4 separate regions of the Mus musculus genome follow, and all the other regions are linked to region 2. The links are chromatin contacts, called in public HiChIP or PLAC-seq maps. All regions are on one chromosome and are shown on one strand. The core of a region is the stretch at or near the end of the contact, and the rest is flanking DNA. Distances in the headings are between cores, read along the strand shown.

Region 1 (2,854 bases), core at 253-2,752, 330 kb after region 2:
GTCCAGAGAAGACAGAAAAACGATACTCAGGCTGACGAGGGCGGGCACCGTGCCCGCTGCAGGCCTTGGCCCTACAAAGCCGGAACTGAGCCTCTGCCTGGTTTCCCGGCTTCCCACCTTCCCAAGTCCTGCTGACTGAGGCGGGGTGCATCCCTGCGGAACGAGGAGACTGAATCCCAAGCCTGGGCTAGCTTGTGGGACCCCTTTGAATCTCTGTCTCTTCTTTCGATCAATGCCCTATTTGATCCAGGCAGGCTGAAGGACAGATGTGCACGATGTTTCCAGACTAGCAGATACCACGGCAGGATTAGGAAACTCAGGGCCTGGGTCTCGAATTGCTGCTCTCTAGAAGGGGGTCTGTGGGGCTTCCGGCTGGTTCCTCCCCAACCCTCTGACCCTCCCTTACTCATCCAGGAAATGGGAATTCTCCCTGTCACATTCACAGAAAATTTCATATGAAACGATGACGCCTTCAGAAACACCCAGCGCGAAGCCAGGTACAGAGAAAGAGGCCTACACCCCAGTACTCAGGAGGCTGAGGCAGTGGGATTGCTATTCGTTTGAGGTCAACTTTGGCTACAGAGTGAGACCTCTCTCAAAAACTCAAAGGTAATCATGTAAAACGCCCAGGAACACGGACCGAACAGGTCAGACCCCACCATACCCCTCTGGCAGCCCACGGCCTGTGTGTGGGGCCTGGGCATAGTGCTGGGGTTCCTGGCCTCCCGTGGGCGGGCTTGTGAGGTCCCTCTGAATCTCTTGTCTTCCCTTCTTCCCTCCAGTCCGTGGTCCCCCAGCTGGACTCCAGGGGCCCTTGACAGATGTGGTGCCCATCACCTACCATCGAGGAGACAGTCAAAGCCAGGGTTGAGACAGCAGTTTTCCCAAAGCCCCCTTGGGCCCCTTCATCCCTATTTAGCAGAAGTGGGCATTGAAGTGCAGTGCATATCCAGTCCCACAGGTCGGATGGATTTGAATTAGCACCTCCCTCCGTACATCGTAGGTACTCCACCATACCAACCACCTTTCATGGGGAAACTGAGTCCTGAAAGGGCCTCTGATTGAGCCCACACACCTGACATCTCAGTACTCAGGAAACTAATGCAGGAGGATTACTTAAAGAGTTTGAGGTCAGCTTGGTTATAGGCCTTTTACTCAAGTCTGGAATACCCAGTGTGTTGGGAACACAGGACTCCTAGACATCTATTTTATACAGATAGGGCAACTGAGGCCAAAGGAAAAAAAATTCTCCAAAAAAAAAAAACATGAAAAAAAAGGGGGGTACTCCTCTACTATGCAGAACCTGGCTCAGAACTTGTGGGCTATCTGTGAGGACCTCTCTACTCTCAACATCACAGCCCAAGGACATGGGTGTGGAAGATGTGGAGACCGAGGCCCGTGGGGGTGGCTGGCCACAGCTGTCGCTTACCTGACCAGGTGCCGCAGAGTCCTGGCGAAAATGCCCAGTGAGGGCTGCAGCAGCCGCAGGGGAGAAGTTTCTCCTGTGCTCTACAGGACCCAGCCTTTTTATGGCTCCACCACTAGGAGGCCGCACCCCTTCCCGCCCAGGTGAAACCCAAGAACTTCAGCAACCTGGCTCTACACACTTTTTTTTTTTTTTTTTTTAATTTGTTTCTCTGGGAAAGTCAAGAACATGGGGGTGAAGGGCGGGGCCTTGCCACACGTCAAAAGCAGAAGGGGGCAGCAAGGGCACTTCAGCCGAGGCTCAGGGCTTGAGGAACTCAGGCAGACTCAAAGGAGGAGGAAGACGGGGGTGCCATGACCACGGCCATAGCTCACCCTCAGGAAAGTGCGCCTCTCCTCCAGGCCACGGGAAGGACAGGACACAGACCCCGTGGCCTCTGCTTGAGCCCCTACTGTAGCTGCGGGTAGTGACGGGGCCCGCAGGAGGCCCTGCACCCTGCTGCACACCAGGCTGGGGTCCCAAGGAAAGGGACCTAGACCAGGCGTGGTCCTTTGAAGTTGAGTCAGCTCCTGTGTGCAGGGTTGTGCCTCTGGGGACCAAAGTGGCTACTGCTGCCTGCCCGAAGGTTGGTGACCCTCTGCCAGGCTCCCGTCAGGCCAGGTGGCAGATGGGGGGGGGTCCCTTACTCCCACCCAAAGTGTGTGTGGAGCAGCCTAAACCTGCCTGGATATGCTAGGTTTTGTGGCGCTGGCAGACATACCCACTGACTTCTAGGGTATGGGGGTATGTGGGAAACCCAGGACCCTGGTCCAAACCAACTAGAGAAGAGGGCAGAGGTGACCCCAAAGCTCCCAAAATTAGCACCAGGAAGAAGGGCCCAGTGTGTGCATGGTGGGGGTGGGGGTGGGACTCAGGACAGGGAGTGGCTTGGCTGGCCAACAATGACTCCATCCTGCGGGTGATTGTTCTATCCCCGGTGAAGAGTTTCCCCTGCTTTGAGCTCTGCTACCTATGGGAGGGGATCCACAGGTGCCCATCCTCCTCCCTAGAACTTCAAGACTTTGAGTCCCCAAAGAACTGTGGCCTCACTCCACCTGCCCACATTAGGTCGCTGGCGCCTTGGCCAGGGAGACCCTTTCTGGTCCCCTCGAAGACTCCCCAAAAGTAACGATAAGGCACAGACAGGCTGGCCTGGGGCGGCAAGGGGACACCAGGCTGGGACCACGGTGGGCATAAGCCGCCTGTGTAAACCTGCTGTGACCTGGACTGAGGGGTCCCCATTCTTAGAGGGGCTGATATGGGCTGGCCTGTCTCTCACCAAGGGGTGACCCACGGCTCAGAGGTTCGGGGTGAGTGTGGAGTGTGGTGACGGGCAGAGCACCCCCCACCCGAGACTCGAGGTGCATAGGGATCACACACGTGTCTGGG
Region 2 (3,019 bases), core at 35-2,534:
ACCGCCCAGTCCGTCGCGCTACCGGGCCAATGAGAATCGCCGCGGGGCTACCCCACGTGGCAGCGAGACCCTCCCTTTCTCTCCGCCCCGTCCCTTCTGCGTCCAATGGAGATGCCAAGAGGGTTGGGCTGAGGCCGATCCTGACCAGCCCCCGCGACCCCCCACCCGCTCCCAGAGCCATTCATAAGGCCCAAAGACCTTAACAAAGGGCGGGCGGGCCCTGAGGGTAGCGGACCCGAGTTTTAGGACTTAGCACCCCCCCTCCCCGCCCCTCTGCGCGAGCCTAACCCCTTCAGTCCGCAACGGGAGCGGTCGGGAGAAAAGGCTAGGAGCCGGCCATTGTTCCCGAATAAGGAACAGGAAATCGTGGCGCCTCCCCGCTGGGTCTGTCCGGGAAGCTACAGCCTGCGGAAGCTGTCGCTTGAGCCCTGAGCCTCATGGTCAAGGGTCGCGAGCTGGCCTCTCAAGGACAGGGCTGTCTTCCGCCCCCGTGGGTGGGTGGATGCAATGATATTGGAGAACTTGGGCGGAACCCACAGCTTGGGCAGGGCCCTGCAGCTCGGTGACGTGGCTTTGATTAGATCCGTCCCTCCCGAACCAGTGCCACTTCGCGTCCTAACCTAACTCACCCTCAGTTTTTTTTTTTCTGACTTCCCCCCCTCCCAATCCCGGGTCGGCCCGTTTCCCGAGGTGTGCCCGCCCAAGCCGTGACGTGATGCGGCGTCCCCGGCTGCGCCCGCGCGCGCCCCGCTTCGGGCAGCGGTGAGTCAGCAGCCCCGGCGCGCCCTCTGCAGTCCCCGCCCGGGAGCGCTGCCCGAGTCCCGGGGGAGGAGTGCCGTGCGTCTTGGCTGGGGAAGGGGTGCGCCAAGAATTGGGGGTCTGCATGTGGGGAGGGTCCGTTGAGAACCTTTATACTTAGCAATGCAGAGAAGACTTAAGACCGCACATAAAGGGAAACTGAGTCTACAAACAGTTCAAGGTCACTGGCTGAGTGCGGGGGGGGGGGGGGGGTTGGGGGGCGTGAGCTGCAGTCCCGCCAGGGCGGTGCCCATAGTGCGCAGCCCCTCCCACCCCACAAGTTGGAGGGCTCCGGGTCCTGAGGCACACTAGGTGCGGACGATTCAAAGAACAAAGAGTGGGACAGCCTGAGAAGTTTACGGCGGGTGGGGGCCCCTCTCCGTTTCGTGCGGTCCCGCCCCTACTCACCGGCTCCGTAGGTCCTGGGTCACCACTGCTCCAGATGACCTGCGTATGGGTCCTGGCAAGAGGTGGCCGTGCCGGTCTGGGGCCGGGCGGGCGGCCCCTGAGCCTTTATCCGCGCCGCCTTCCCTGGGGTGGAGTTTGGGCGGGCAAGGGGCGGGGGGCCGGGCAATGGTGACGCATTCCCTAACCCCCCCACCCCACCCCACCGCCTGCTGGCCTGGACAGGGACACCGGCCCTAGGGCTTCGCAGCACCCACAGAGCAGTGCCTCAGGGGTGTCACCGACCTGGGTAACTCCTACCTCCCCATGTACTGGGGTTCACCTCACATTAGGATTGGGGGGGTGTTTGGCCTGCTTCCCTGCTCCGCCCCCTTTCCTGTTGGCCTGGTGCTTCCGCCTGGGGGCGCCCGCGTGTGGAAGGGGGGGGCGGAACGGGAAGGGGTTCCTTAGTCAGCAGCCTAGGTCCAGGAAAACAGGGTAGTGTCACCTGCTAGGCAGTAGGTGCCCCTGACAGCTGCCTAGCCTCCTCATCCTTTAACGATGACCTCAGAGGCCATTTCTGTGACGATTCATCCATCCCTGGCCTTGCCTAGGCCAGTCACCTGTGTGACCTCTGAGTAGCCCAGTCCCTAATGCACCCTACACCATAGCATAGTTGGTTCTCACTCCAGCATATGGGTCCCAGAAGTCAGCTCAGGTCATCAGTGGGCTTGGCTGAATGTGTCTGTATCTCCAGGCCCCTCTGGGTTAATTACAAAGTACCAGACAAGCAAAGGAAGGCCTTCTGCAGCCTGGCATGTGTGATCTGTTCTCACAGCACAGATGCATCGGCACATACTGGCCCTGGCCCTGGCCTTTGGGGTGGATACTCACTCACCCACCTATGGACCAAGGAGCCAGCCCTTTGTCATTTGAGCGTGGCCAGACCCTCCATCACTTCCCTAACCTTCCATCTCCTGTCCACGTATGCGGTCTCTTGCACTTATCTGGTCTGAGCACCACCACCACCCTGGGTGCCCCTCCCAGGCCAGTTCCTTCCTAGGTCACCTTCCTCTCTGGCTGATCATTCTGGACAGGCATGCTGGGCCCCCAAGCAGACAGGCGTGCCAGACACTCCCAGTCTCCCAGGGTCATGGTCAGGCCAGAGAACACTTGGAGGCCCAGAGACTTTGAGGGATGAGCAGGAGTTTGTTCAGAAGTACAAACTGAAGCTGCGCAGTGTGGAGGTCAGAGGCAGGGTTTGCCTCTGGAGGGACCTCAGGGAAGGGATAGGTGAGGTGGGCTGGCTCTGACACCATTCAGACTGAAAGCCACTGTAATAAATGCAGGGTGCCCAGACTGCCTGCTTCCTGTCTCTTCTTCCTGTGTGGTCCTTTGTCCTTAGCATGAAGCCCAAGACTCAGTAATCTGTCCAGGCCCTGCCCTCCAGGAAGGTCCCAACCTCCAGGTTCTCAGTCCCGCCCTACTGCTCTGCTGTCCCAGGACACAGCCCAGCCAGCACAGGCTGTCCTGTCCTGAGGCCAGGCTCCAAAGCTCACACCTCCTCATAGGAGATATCTCCCTGAGTTCTGGTGGGGAAGATATGAAGGATTCACACTACAAGGTATACTAGGCCAGGCCAGGCTGCTCTGAGGGCCTCCTGTTGACATCTGTCCAGCCCGATGACCTCAGTGACCTCTGTGGCCCACACACCACTGAGCTGGGAACGTGGGGCTCTAGATGACCATGTTGTGACTTATCTTGGAATACCCCCAGGCTGCAAGTGTCGGAAGGGAAGGGTTCTAGCACACTCATGCCCAGATCAGGCACATGTGGC
Region 3 (2,834 bases), core at 222-2,721, 400 kb after region 2:
TTGTTTGTTTGTTTTCGAGACAGGGTTTCTCTGCGTAGCCCCTGGCTGTCCTGGAACTCACTCTGTAGACCAGGCCGGCCTAGAACTCAGAAATCTGCCTGCCTCTGCCTCCCAAGTGCTGGGATTAAAGGTGTGTGCCACCTGGGGTTAAGAGCACTGACTGACCTTCCAGTGGTCCTGAGTTCATTTCCCAGCAACCACATGGTGGCTCACAACCATCTGTAATGGAATTCAATGCCCTCTTCTGGTAGACAGAGATAGTGTACTCAGATACATAAAATAAATAAATCTTTAAAAAAACAAAAACAAAAGCAAAAACGGTGTGTGCCACCACACCCAGCTCTGAGTTTGTGTGTGTGTCTGTTTATCTGTCCGTTTGCTTGCCCGACTGCCTGATTGAGACAAGGTTTTATGTGCATTTTATGTGCTTAAATTTGAATCCGCCTGCCTTTACCTCCAGAGGGCTGGGATTATAAACCCAAAGCTCTCACTGATGCGCTCCAGACAGTAGAAGCCCTAGTACTGAGAAAATGAGCCCAGGTCCTGTCTTCTCAGGAGGGTACTGTCTGAGCTACAGAATTAGCCTGGAAAATTTAGTGAGATTCTGTCTCAAATATAAAATGCTGGTGCGTGATAGCACATATCTGTCATCCGGCACTTCCTGAGCTAGGAGGCAGGAGGATCAGGAATTCACTGTCATCTTTGGCCACATTAGAAGTTTGAAACCAACCTGGGCTACGTGTAGATAGATCCCTTAGTCCAACACTGGGAAGGAGAAGACAGCAAGGTCAGGCTTTCCAGATTAGTTCTCATACATGTAAATTGGAAGCTAACATGAGCTACATGGGACTCTGTGAATGTGAATGAATGAATGGATGGATGGATGAATGAAATCGCGATGTGGTACTATTTACACGTCTTTTCCATCTTTCTACGGCCCTGATTCCATTTGCACAAACACATATACATACAGAGAGACAGAGACAGAGAGAGGCAGAGAGGAGGAGGAGGAAGAGGAGGAGAAACAAATAGGGTAGGGACTGGGCGTGGTGGCGCACGACTATAGTCCCAGTACTGGGTGGCAGAGCAGGAGTATAAGGAGGATATCTGTTGAGTTCAAGGGAATCCTGTTAAATTCCAGGACATTCATGGTTAAATAGTGAGACTTTGTGCCAAAAATGTGCATATAGTACATAATATATACACATATGTAAATGTTACGCACATATATATGAACAAATAAAATAAAGCAGAAACCAGTCAATCAAAGAACAAAAAAATATAAAAACTAAAGAGGGAACTTGGATATGAAAAGAACGAATCAGAAGAGTATTTCTGCGCATGCTCTCTTGCCGCCACGCTGCCCGCTGCCTCTTGGGAGTTGTAGTTCTCCTTCGACTCCTCTCACAGGACAGACCCTAAGAGCGCTTCCGGCAGTCGCAGAACTACAGCTCCCTGCAGGCGGCGCGTGCGCGTGCGCACTGCGGGCAGCAGGCGGCATGTCGGCGCTCCGGTGGACCCGAAGCGCAGCCGGGCTTGGCCGGGTTCTGCGCTCCCCTGGGCCCCACCGCCCGCCTTCGGAGGAAGGTAAAGGAGTGTCGGATCCAGGACTATAATCTTCCCTTCCTTAGGATCCCGGTCACCTTCAACCTTTGTTCTTTGACCTATGGAGGAGTTTCTGGGGACCCATTTAGCTGGGCACTAGTTGGCAACGTCTCTCTAGGTCCGCAGGGCACTTTGACTTTTGATTGTTGCTCGCTTTTCCATGTCTCTGACCCACTGTTGGGGACTTACGGATATTGGCATTGACCTTTGGCTACTTTTAGTTAGGAGTACTTCTTGCTGGATCCTGCACCCCGATCCTTATAGCTTTGGCCTGTTCTGCCCTTGAAGTTGGTCTTTTTCTGGGTCTGGATTTATTTGTGGGCGGGGCGTGTTTTTTTTTTTTTTTTTTTTTTTTTTTTGAGCCATGGTGTTTCCATGTGGTTCATGCTGGATGCTTTATTTGAACTCAGGTCCTACTGCTTCAACCTCCTGAGTTCTGAGATCCCATGCCTGGCAGTCCTTGTCTTTTGATCCATTTCTTTCTGGGCATGACGTAAGTTTGAGGCAGGAACTCACACTAGCTTAACCTAGAACTTCCTTTGTAGCCCAGGCTGGAATCCAATTGGAGACCCTCCCACCTCAGCCTCCAGAGACCTGGGGTAATAAGTGTGCATGCCACGGTGTCCACTTGATAGGATGGTTTCTGTGTTCTTATTCTTCATGTCTCTTTCTAGGGACTTTTGGTGGCTTCTGCAGCTCAAGAAGGAGCTCCGCTGCCAGTCCCCGTGAGCAACATGTCCTGAGGGAGTGGGGCCATGCTGAACTGCTGGAAGGTAAGTTGGTGTCCTAAGTCCTTCTCCACAGTGAAGCCTTGAGGGAGTGTGCTCTGCGTTGTACCTGACCACTCCAAGGGAGTATGTAAAATGGGGTCCAGAGTCCACTGAGCAGTGTTGTCTGGCTGGCCTGTCTGTGGTCCTGTGGGTCCTCTTGTGCTGGTTCTGGGAGCTGCTGTAATTCCATTCCCTGAGTTCCAGATTCCCACCTGGGGCTCTCACTTCTAGGAAGACAGTGGAGGCCCCAAATACACCTGAACAATACCGGATTTGCATTGTTGGAATGCTGACATAGAAGTCTCCAGTTTTAGTCCTGCAGAGTCGAGGTGCAGCTGGAATCCAGCCTGTCTGCCAGGCCTGCCTGTCTGTCTTCCTTCCTTCCTTCCTCTTTCTTTCTTTCTCTCCTCATTCCTCCCTTCTCTCTTTCTCTCTTTTTTCTTTCTTGGTTTTTCGAGA
Region 4 (3,085 bases), core at 66-2,565, 360 kb after region 2:
CTCTGTAAAACAGGCTGGCTTTAATCTCAGAGACCCATCTGCCAGTGTCTCCAGAGAGCTGGAGTTAAAGGTATGCATCCTCTTCAGGCTTGGCTTTCTTTCTGTCCTTATCTCTGTCTTTGTCTTCCCCTCCCTCTCTGTCTCATTCCACCTTCACCTGTTTCTGTTACTCTCTTATGTTCCTCTGGCCCTGGCTCTCTGGGGTCTCTCCCTCCTTCCCCTCCTGCTCTGTGTCTGGTCACTACTACCTTCCTGAGCCCTGGCTCCCTCAAAGGCCAATGGTGCAGAGCTTCCCCCTGCATCCTCAGTGGGGGATGGAGTGACCCTTTTGGGAGGTTGTTGCTAAGACAACAGTGCCTTCTCCTGCAGGATGCCCTTGCTGACCCTGAGCCCTCTCCCCTTCCTGAGCTGTCTGGGACCACTGTGCACCCTGAGTTCACCCAAGCCCCTCTCTGCTCTTAGGTACCTACCATTTGCATCAGCCCTGGGGTGGGTCCTACAGGCCAACTAGGGCATAGCCTGTAGCAGACTTAATTAAAGCTGCAGCATCTGCTAACAAGCATGGACCAGTACAAGCCCAGCCAGTGTGTGCTCTGGGCTCCATCTCACAACCTAGGGGAAGCTTATGTTCCCACCTTACGTGGGTCCATGGTAGACAACACCTGTGGCCTTAGCACTTGGAGGATAGAGGAGGGAGAGGCAGGCAGGCGTTCAGGGCTATTCTCAGCTGGATAGCTAGTTCAAGAGCGTATTGAATTAGAGGCCAGATAACTGAACTTTCTCTCCCAAAGGTCCCCACCACGAGGAAACCCAAGCCCAGCACATATCCTGATGGGTGGTCTCTGGACTCCAGACCTTAGGGTCACTCTCTGCTATGTCCCCAGTTCTTCCAAGGAAGTATGGTATACAGTAGGACCTCAGTAAAAGCAATAAAGTCAGCCCAACTCAGAGCCCTCCCCAAAGAACTAGCTTTATGGTCCTCACTGACCTCAGGTTCATGATGGGGAAACTGAGGTCAAGGGTCAAGGTGCTTGCTCCTGGGCTACCTGGCTGGGGACAGACAGATAAGCAGAGTTGGTGCTTCCAGGATGACTGTCCCCTGAGAAGGTCTGAATGCGTTCAGTGGCCAGATAATCTAGTAGGAAGGTACAAGGGGAGTTTGAGCTCACAAACCAATCTTGTTTCTAAACTTCTGGGTTTTCATGAGCAGCACAGTTGGAGACAAGAAACAGTAACGTGGCCTCCCCTGATTTCCAGAAGTGCCTGCTCCACCTTCTGACCACAGACCACAGACCCGGAACAACTTTCTGGACTGAACCGTTGGGTGCCTCCTGCACCTGCAGACCTCACCAGAAAGATGCCATCCTCTACAGCTATGGTGCCTGGGACAAGAGGAGGCTGGCACTGTCTGGTGCTGACTACAGCAGCTGCCCTGACCCAGCTCATGTGGCTCCCTGGTGAGAACTCCAAATGGCCATTAGACCCTACCCAAGGTGACCAGGCTCCCACACAGGATGCACGTGTACTCTTGCTCAGGCAGGAGGCTATGGGGTGGGGGTGGGGCAGCCAGTAGGGACTTCAGCCACCTCAGGTACAAGATCGTGGAGACTGGGCTTCCTAGCTTTTGTTTTGTTTTGTTTTTATTTTTGTGTGTATTAGTGTTTTGCCTGTATGTTTGCATGCCTGCAGTACCTGGAGGAACCAGAAGGTGGCATCAGATCCCCTGGAATTTACAGTCGGTTCCAACAATCATGTAGATGCTGGCATTAGAATCTAAGTCCTCAGTAAGACCAGCCAGGGGTTTTAAATAACGAGCCATTTCTCCAAGCCTCCTATTTTTTAAAAATTACATTTATTTATTTTGAGAGAGTACATGTAGATAGTGCTTGTCACAACCAGTGGAAAACTTGCAGGGGTCGATTCTGTCCTTCTACCATAGGGGTTCCTGGGATTAAACTCAGATTGTCAAGCTTGGTAGCATGTGCCTTTGCCTGCTGAACCTATCACAGGCCCAAAAGGTCTCCTAGCCTCAGTCTTTAATTATCTATCTATCTATCTATCTATCCATCCATCCATCCATCCATCCATCCATGTCTGTCTATCTGTTTGCTTTCAAGACAGGGTTTCTCTGTGTAGCCCTGGCTGTACTGGAACTCACTTTGTAGACCAGGCTGGTCTCGAACTCAGAAATCTGCCTGCCTTTGCCTCCCAAGCACTGGGATTAAAGGTGTGCCCCACCACTTGGTCCCCTCTATTTCTCTTAAGTAAAGTGGGTTTCTCGTGGTCCAGGCACCTTGAAATAGCTGGGCAGCTGAAAAGGGAATCACCTTGAATTCCTGATCCTCCTGCCTCCACTTCCAGAGTTCTGAAACAGCAGGCCTGCACTGCTACACCATGCTTATGTGGTGCTGAGGGTGCCTGGGACTGGCTTTGTCTGTCTGTCTCATCTCTGTCTCTGTCTCTGTCTCTGTCTCTGTCTCTGTCTCTGTCTCTGTCTCTGTCTCTGTCTGTCTGTCTGTCTGTCTCTCTCTCTCTCACACACACACACACACTCACTCTTAGGCGAGGTCTCATCATGTAGCCCTGGCTGGCCTGTAACTCTCCATGTAGACCAGGCTGACTCTGAACCCACAGAGATCCTCCTGCCTTTGCTTCCTGGATGCCTCCCTCTAGGTTTGCCCCTTCCTCTCAGCCCAGCCTCCACCCCTACTCCCTGCCAGGGCTGTGCTCCATTGCCCTTGATTTACCTGTCCTGTCCTTGTCTCTCACATTGCCCCACCTCTTCCAGGTTGCTGTGGGTCCTACATTGTTGGAGGCCATGAGGTAACGCCACATTCCCGGCCCTATATGGCCTCTGTGAGCTTCGAGGGCCATCACTACTGTGGAGGCTTCCTGATTCATACCCATTGGGTGGTGTCAGCTGCCCATTGCTTCAGTGACAGGTGACATGCTGGGGCCACTGAGGGATAAACTTAAGGCCATCAGGAAGCCAGGATGTGACACAGACAGGACCAACTCTCTACCCCCACGCCCGGGCACTTCTGGTGATAACAATCAAACATAATAACTATGATCATCTTCGACA

What was found. HiChIP or PLAC-seq counts read pairs in DNA pulled down with a chosen protein or histone mark.
Region 1: an H3K27ac HiChIP or PLAC-seq map of embryonic stem cells shows a contact between it and region 2, with 8 read pairs. The contact joins the promoter of Misp here to the promoter of Midn in region 2. A contact is called at or near these places in 12 of 39 promoter capture datasets (the C10 cell line, the SN4741 cell line, embryonic stem cells and 6 more), 1 of 15 datasets of contacts at CTCF or cohesin (large pre-B cells), 4 of 484 Hi-C or Micro-C datasets (CD4 T cells, the CH12 cell line, the G1E-ER4 cell line and 1 more), 17 of 115 datasets of contacts at active chromatin or transcription factors (the NIH/3T3 cell line, the SCID.adh cell line, craniofacial prominence and 10 more) and 4 of 9 other capture datasets (adipose tissue, embryonic stem cells, liver and 1 more).
Region 3: a contact with region 2 is called in an H3K4me3 HiChIP or PLAC-seq map of bone marrow-derived macrophages, with 2.7 times the contacts expected there. The contact joins the promoter of Polrmt here to the promoter of Midn in region 2. A contact is called at or near these places in 3 of 39 promoter capture datasets (hippocampal neurons, liver and pre-B cells) and 4 of 115 datasets of contacts at active chromatin or transcription factors (bone marrow-derived macrophages, craniofacial prominence, embryonic stem cells and 1 more).
Region 4: an H3K4me3 HiChIP or PLAC-seq map of neural tube shows a contact between it and region 2, with 2.9 times the contacts expected there. The contact joins the promoter of Prss57 here to the promoter of Midn in region 2. A contact is called at or near these places in 8 of 39 promoter capture datasets (the SN4741 cell line, cranial neural crest, embryonic stem cells and 4 more), 5 of 484 Hi-C or Micro-C datasets (Sertoli cells and embryonic stem cells), 9 of 115 datasets of contacts at active chromatin or transcription factors (the SCID.adh cell line, differentiating embryonic stem cells, embryonic hindbrain and 5 more) and 3 of 9 other capture datasets (adipose tissue, liver and pancreatic islet).

Annotation. Positions count from the first base shown.
Region 1 is chr10:79,819,669-79,822,522 of GRCm38.p6, reverse strand. Misp (mitotic spindle positioning) reads right to left here and starts at 1,502. Exons shown (of 5, transcript NM_030218.2): 1 at 1,430-1,502. It overlaps Palm (paralemmin), which reads right to left. Exons shown (of 9, transcript NM_023128.4): 9 at 1,627-2,854.
Region 2 is chr10:80,146,537-80,149,555 of GRCm38.p6, reverse strand. It overlaps Midn (midnolin), which reads right to left and starts at 1,284. Exons shown (of 9, transcript NM_021565.2): 1 at 1,207-1,284.
Region 3 is chr10:79,745,218-79,748,051 of GRCm38.p6, reverse strand. It overlaps Polrmt (polymerase (RNA) mitochondrial (DNA directed)), which reads left to right and starts at 1,471. Exons shown (of 21, transcript NM_172551.3): 1 at 1,471-1,587; 2 at 2,280-2,378. The coding sequence starts at 1,500.
Region 4 is chr10:79,787,215-79,790,299 of GRCm38.p6, reverse strand. It overlaps Prss57 (protease, serine 57), which reads left to right and starts at 1,315. Exons shown (of 5, transcript NM_001042710.1): 1 at 1,315-1,457; 2 at 2,789-2,942. The coding sequence starts at 1,358.